Regions from separate parts of the Mus musculus genome. Here region 1 is linked to region 2. Evidence: chromatin contacts called from public Hi-C data. All regions are on one chromosome and are shown on one strand. Each heading gives the region's core, a stretch centred on a gene start, on an enhancer-like site or on the middle of the called end of the contact. The rest is flanking DNA. Distances are from core to core; before and after follow the strand shown.

Region 1 (3,601 bases), core at 570-3,069, 540 kb before region 2:
ACCTCGGCTTTCATGCTTGGGCTTTGCCAAGCACACTTCTCTGGAATCTTGTCTTCAGCTTCCTAAGTCACGAAGAAGAGTCACAGAGACGAGGGAATCGCAACTGTCAGCCTTCCTACAGGGGAGCTTGGTCCCTATAGGACCCCTTACTTTCCAGGTGCAGTAGTGGCTGCCATGACAGACGACGACTTGCACCACTATCACCTCAGGAAAAGAGGAAACCTGCTCCTGTTGTAGGATGCAGTTTGAAAACTTTCTGGCAGGGGACAGTGTTCCTGCTGCTAAGTGGGATGCTTGTATCAGGGGGCCTTGTAACCTTATTAATTCTAGCTGTGATTTTTCTTATGAGGTTTAAGTGTGAAATTTCCTTCCAGGAGGAAAGACAATCCCGTAACTCTGTGTACTGGCTATAAACCACTTTAAGAACCAGTGAAGACCAGTCCACCTAGATAAGGAATTCATGGCCCTCTAGTCTATTCTGTTCAGCACAAAAATGTCGCTTTAAGGAACTCTGAGTCTCTTAAGTGTTTTGTGTCCAATTAAACAGAACTTATTTGTTTCCAGACATAGAATGTGCACAGATTTGAGCCACTTCTCTAATATGCCACGAGGTGGCAGTAGACTATCATTCTTCAGTAGATGTTCCTCCTGTTTTCTGTAGTCTGTATCAATCAGTTACCTGAGAGTTTTTACTAAAAAAAAAAAAAAGAAACAAAAAACCTGTAGGCAGTAAGGATATGCTGTACTGAGTTCAACTAATTTGATACTGCCACTCAACAAGATACAAGCGTCTGACAACATTTAAAGATACAGTCTAAAACATGAAAAATATGCGTTTAAAAACTGCTCATGTCTTTCCTCTAAGGTTAAACACACATGAACTGATTGATACCTAAAATTTAACTTTTAAATCAAGTTAAGGCAGGCATATTAGAGCATTACCATGAAGGTAAAGTCAGATGGCTCTAACCCTCCCCCACTGGTCCCGAGGGACACCCGCTGCGTGTGTGGATGCCCTGGTCCCTAGGAAGTTACTAAGTGGATTTTTATTCTATACTAAGTGAAAATGCTCGCAAAGTAAAATTTCTAGCTGATCTTTGCTATCTTACTTTAAACTGAGCAATGATTTTTGCTTTTATCCTGAAATCTAGGCACCGAGAACATCTCATTTGTGTGTGAATCACGGGGGAGGTTGTCTTGAAAAGGGATCCTCCTGCCGCTGTATGTGTGTGGGGTGTGGGGGGGGGCTGGGGGGGGTCACAAGGTTGAGCTTACTTGGTGTTCCCTTGTTCCTCAGGAACTGCCTTTGATTCTTTCTCTGGCTTCTGCTCGAGCGATAGCCAGAGTCCCTACAATGGCACTCTTTGTCTTTGTCATGCAATCCGCGAGAGTAGAGGTTGCGTGCATTCTGACGGACCGTGAGCAGGTCGCTGGGTCCCTTACACTTGTGGATTCGGAGCTTGCCGGATGTGTCCTCGATGCACTGCCAGTTCTGCAAGAGCCAGCGGGAAGCAGTTGGCGATGCTGAGCCAGTTGTTATTTACAAAGCACCCTAGCAGTAGCTAGGTGTCCGTCAGTCCGGTCCCCCATCATCACCTCCCCCCTCCCCCACCCCTGCCCCGTCCCTCACTGCTAATTCCATTAAGGAGCATAAATGAAAGGGGACTGGCTTTTAAGTGACCCTGCAGTAACTGCTCAGTTCTATTTCGTTTGTGGCAGGCACATACAGATGACAAATCATTGGGAATCAGAACTGCCTCGATGACACTGGCGCTGATAAATGAATCCTCCGCCCCCAGACTAAACAGTCTTGAATGAACCGTGTTAAAACCCTTAGTGTCCCAACACGGAGCCAGCTGTCAGCGCTGCTTCCACCAGGACCCCAAACTGCCCCATTTGTTCTGGAAAAACAAACTTGCCTGCTTTGTTCTCTGCCTCTTGGTTTCTAAAGTGAGCCTGGGCAGAGTGGCAGAGGAGCAAGACGGAGAGGAATTTAATTTGAGGCCATTACCGGCAAAGCCAACTCTGGGTATCCCAGACATTGGCAAACTCATCGTGTTTTCTTTTGATTTTCCTTCTTCTCCTACAAACTCTTCACGCCCGCAGCATGTGGTGGGTCCCAGGGAGACTGATTCGACCTTCCCAGAAAATGCGCTCTGCGGGGGTGGTAGTGGGGGTCGCATTGGGGTTCCTAGTTCCTGTTTTGTCCACAGCTGTGGGAATGCAGCAAGTTCACAGTTCTGGTTCCAACAATGTCTTTTCACCCCGGGAGGCCTCTCAGAAGCCCCTCTCCATTCGAAAGGCCCAATAACTTCTTTACATTTCAGTTTTTCTCTTACAAGCCCTAAAGGACTCACTGGTCAGTAGGAAGAATCCTGGCCTTCATTTGAAGCTATGTTAGCAAGACAACAGAGTGAGCCTGGATAAGGACTAGCACTGTTAAATGTATCCTTTTCTCCCTCCCATATACAAGTGTCGCCTGTGTGCTATTATTGTGTGTATTTCAATGCATAGGTTTCTAAGCTGACACCAGCACAATATACGTATGCTCTAAATATCCATGCGGGCTGAGCCACACATAATTTCAGATAAGTCCTGTCTTGGTGGTAAGGACTTTAATCCTAGCACTTGGGAAGTAGAGGTAGGCGGATCTCTGAGTTCAAGGCCAGACCAGTCTACAGAGTAAGTTTCAGAACAGCCAGGCCTACACAGAGAAAACCTGTCTCAAAAACCTAAAGAAGTCATGTGTGAATAGGATACCCACTCTAGTAGTGTCTATGAGTAGCTCATATCTCCCACTGGTAAGCCAATACCACCAGGAGGCGTCTCTGATGTAAAAAAGCTTGGCCAAGCAATGTGATGGTTCTGTCAGCAGATAAATCAAATGCATAGTAAATCATGGGCAAGCCTTCGCCGTGAGCAAGGGCTCTGCGGTTAACATCCATTTTCATCAAGAGAGCCGCATGCCTGTGCTATATGTATAATTATCAGAGCAGCATTGGGGCTTTCGACCCCACGCCCTGAGCATCTAGAACTCACGCTATGGTCCCACCTGAGCCTCCACACCTCTGCTGTTTCCAAATGATTATTTCAAGCCATGTTACATTCGTCTCTTTTCAGGCTTGGCCTGAAGTGCCTTGAACCTTCAAGGTCTTCACACAGAAGAGCAGGTTGCTGAAGAAAAGGCAGCTAACTACCAAGCCACGTCAGGAAAAGGCAACACAGACCACAGCAATGTGAGGACCAAGCTGCAGAAGATTAAGTAGAGGCTAGCGAGGAGGCTCAGTGACTAAGCACTTTCTGCTCTTCTAGCACATCCAGGGTCAGTTCCCAGCATCCATCTGGACCAGGCAGCTCACATCCACCAGGACCTCCAGTCTCAGGGAATCTAACACTCAGATAAACCAATAAATCTGGTAGCTGATGCCTGTATTCTCAGCACTCAAGAAGCTGAGACAAGTCTGGAGGCAGCTTGGACTGTAAGACTCTATCTCAAACAAACAAACAAACAAACAAACATATGAATAAATTTGTTTAGGCCCAACTCAGCCGTGTCACAAAGTTGGGAATGAGTCCCAACTTTGACTAGATACTGGCACTT
Region 2 (3,357 bases), core at 651-3,150:
TCCTCCTATACAGAAATATCCCTTCACCTTGATCTTCGTTTCTTGTAAGTCTTGTATGGATAACTGAGTTTGCTCCTATTTGTTCTTTATTTTGTTTCCTTTTTCTCATCCTTCTACGATACTCCCTCCACCTTAGGTCTGTCCATTTCTGTTCTTACCACTTTCTTCTCATTCTTTGCTCATATGGTATCACAGAAACAATTTGTGCATGCACCATTCTTCCAGGAATTTGTGTAACAAGGCATGGCGATTTACCCTTTCTTTGACCACAGAGTGAACTTAACATATATGGGTAATGTTTAGAATTAGCAGAAATGGGAGTCACTTTTAGATATCACTTAGACTCCTCTTTGTAAAGTGGCAACCCTGAAATTATTGCATGTAGCAAAGAATGTTTTAATAATGTCCCAGATGAAAAGGCAATGAACAAAAATAACTGAAACTAGGAATATTCACTCAGTATATGTAGCAAACTTTTCTGGCCTTTATTTTACTTTTTGTGTATGTGCATATAATATGTGTATGTCTGTGTGGTCACATGTAGGTGGGCTTACATGTGTATATGTGTGGGTATATGTATATGTATTGTGAATACAGAGGCCTCAAACTGATGCCAGGAATCTTTCTTTCTTTACTGAGGCAGGGTCTCCCACTTGAACTCAGAACTTACCAATACAACTAGTATAAGCATCTGTAATGCCTGCCCAGCTCTTAAGTAAGTTCTGAGGGTTAACACAAGTGCTTTTTACACTGAGCCATCCTGATGGTTTTATCTTTCTAGCCTTAAAACAACAAAAATATAAAGGCTGAAGGCCCTAGCATGAGCTTGCTCCATTGGTCCCTAGTTCAGCTTTGGTAGCATATGCACACGTGCACATTTATTGCTTTGGGGAAAGTAAACATGGCGGATTTCTGCTGTTGCCCATGCTTGTTACTGACATCATGAAAGGAAATGGGTTTGTGACCCCTGAGGTGTGCTGATTCTGGTCCTCCTCACTGCTCTTGATGCAAAGCTGCTGTTGTGAAGAACAGTAATGGCTCCTCTGCAGCAGCACTCTGGTGCCTGAGATTGACCACCATCACACTACTTGCCAGTTACTATTGGCAAGAAGCCAAGCACCAAGAGGTCAAAGATCAAGTGTTGTGCCAGAGCTTGCATCTCCAATCACCTCACAGCCACGGGCAAAACTGTCCACAGTTATGTCTTCAGAAACATGGCTCTTAAACAGAAGGCCAGACAGGAAGGCATGACCCAGGAGAGGCAAGAACAAGATGTTCTTCCAGAAGCTTCTGTTCTTAGATGCCTTTTGTTTCCACCATTAAACTTTTTTTAAGGGCTTGTGCTTGAAAACAACATGATCATCTGTAAACCTGCCTTTCCCCGATCAGCTAATGTTAATTAGCAGTCACTAACGTGAACAGTCTGTGGAAAGTTAATGTTGGAATTGAAATGATTAAAAACCTGCATAGTGGAGCTTCACAGCTCCATGCCCCGAAAAGCTGGCACTGTTCCTGGACCTATGCGATACCTTCAGAATTAATAATGTTTAAAAAGTGGTTTTGGAACAAAAAATGTAAATGCTACGCAGGAATATAAAACAGACATTCTCTCTTCTGGTCATCTTGCTTTGCATATTGTTTCATCCGGTTCCAGTTTTCTATAAAATGTGGTTTTCATGCCGCAGCTTTCCTTACCTGCTCTTGGACTTTAAGTCAATACTTTCTGATTCCAATTCTTGGCACAGAGGAGTCATGCAATACTCCAAGGGTCCCCAGTTTCAAATGGAGATAAGAAAGGGAAGAGAAATTGAAAGTTGGGGAAGGGCACTGCACTGCTCCTGCTGTCACAGGAAGATGCAGCTGTCACAGGCCTTCTTGGACCTTCCCTGCATTCCAGAAGACCGCTGCCTCCTCCCCATGGTTCCCATAACACTCCACAGGGTTTTCCCTGATGACACTGTAAACTGCTGGCTGATTGTCTGGGTCTTTTGTGAATTTGTAGTGAGTTGTGACACATCAGAAGTCTCAAGCAAGGTCATAGACTTTGAGGCATTGCCAGAAGAGAGGATGAATCACAGAAAAGTTCTACAAAGAATTGGATTTGTTTTTATATACATGGGAAAGGTGGTGACCAGAATCTGTCTTCAGTTAAACACTGAATGGCTTGTTTAAGTACCAAAACCCAAGTGAATTATAGAGAAAATAATAACTATGACAGACTTGTTAAGGGTAGTTTTCAATTTAATATGTAGGCACATGCTGTGGTGCTTACCCAGAGAACCCTGTGCTATAGCTTTTCCTTGGTCCATGTTTCCAGGACTTAGGGAGTGTGCACATATTGATTCAGCTCCATATTCTTGGCTCCAAGTGGCAGAAATAATGCAAAAGAAATGATGCAGTCTGTTTGCTTCCACATTCTCATTTTAATGCTCAGCTAGAGGTTTCCATTCTGAGGTTTTCATTTTTTCCCTTCTCAACATTCTATGGAGACTTGAAAGGACTTTAATGTTTGATACTATAAGAAGAATTACTTCTGGTGATATTAATTTTCAATAGTGGGATGAGTTAATGATTCCTTTATGCAACTGTCTTCACATATGCTGCTTCATGTGATAACTGATGTATAGCTCTTGTTTCCACAAAGCAAATCAGGGAAAAATACCAAAAATGGGGCCAGGGATTCTGTTAGACCCAAAGAGGGTAGTGGCAGAGCTAATCTTGGTCCTCAAACAAAGTCAGAGTTTTTTTCTCTTCCTGGGTTTATATGGCTTCACACTCCCTGTAGAGAGGGGCTTGGTCTTCCTCCCTCTGAAGAGACTGTGTTTGTCAGTGTTAGATATGATTTTAATACCCAAAGACAGGCAATGTTCGTACCTCCTAGTTCATGGTGGCGAACCCTGGGGAAGTGTGTAATCTAGCATGTGTCCCGTGCTTCCCATATCAGATTTGAATGCCACAGAGAGGGAGTTTAATTCTGCTCCTCTTTGACATGGGTCAAGATGCTTGGACAGAAGAAAGTACACATCCCCAAAAGGCAAAGGCAGCACCTATCATAGGAGATTTGTTATATTTTCTATGTATTGGCTTGTAAAGGGCTTGTCAATACCTACTTACCTATCAAGCTAAAAAGAGTCTGTTGACTGTTGACTTTTCAACCAGGCTGCCTAGTCTTTTTTTTTTTTTAATCCTGTTTTATTTGCATCTTATTGTGATTTTAAAAAAATTTTTTTAATTAGGTATTTTCTTCATTTACATTTCCAATGCTATACCAAAAGTCCCCCATACCATCCCCCCCACTCCCCTACCCACCCACTCCCACTTCTTGGGCCTGGTGTTCCCCTGTACTAAAGCATATAA

Evidence for each region. A called contact is a pair of places that touch in the nucleus more often than the background predicts.
Region 1: a contact with region 2 is called in a Hi-C map of muscle stem cells, with 3 times the contacts expected there. The contact joins two enhancer-like sites. A contact is called at or near these places in 10 of 484 Hi-C or Micro-C datasets (cortical neurons, embryonic stem cells, muscle stem cells and 5 more).

What each region holds. Positions count from the first base shown.
Region 1 is chr1:12,834,004-12,837,604 of GRCm38.p6, reverse strand. It overlaps Sulf1 (sulfatase 1), which reads right to left. Exons shown (of 22, transcript NM_001198565.1): 13 at 1,276-1,492. Among named protein-coding and RNA genes, the nearest start is that of Sulf1, 140 kb to the right of the region's middle. Within about 2 kb of position 1,819, at least 79 of the 459 cell types and tissues checked have an H3K27ac peak or open chromatin away from gene starts, as enhancers often do. A contact at or near this core is called in muscle stem cells, where this site is marked.
Region 2 is chr1:12,290,569-12,293,925 of GRCm38.p6, reverse strand. No RefSeq gene overlaps it. Among named protein-coding and RNA genes, the nearest start is that of Gm22633, 83 kb to the left of the region's middle. Within about 2 kb of position 1,900, at least 14 of the 459 cell types and tissues checked have an H3K27ac peak or open chromatin away from gene starts, as enhancers often do. A contact at or near this core is called in muscle stem cells, where this site is marked.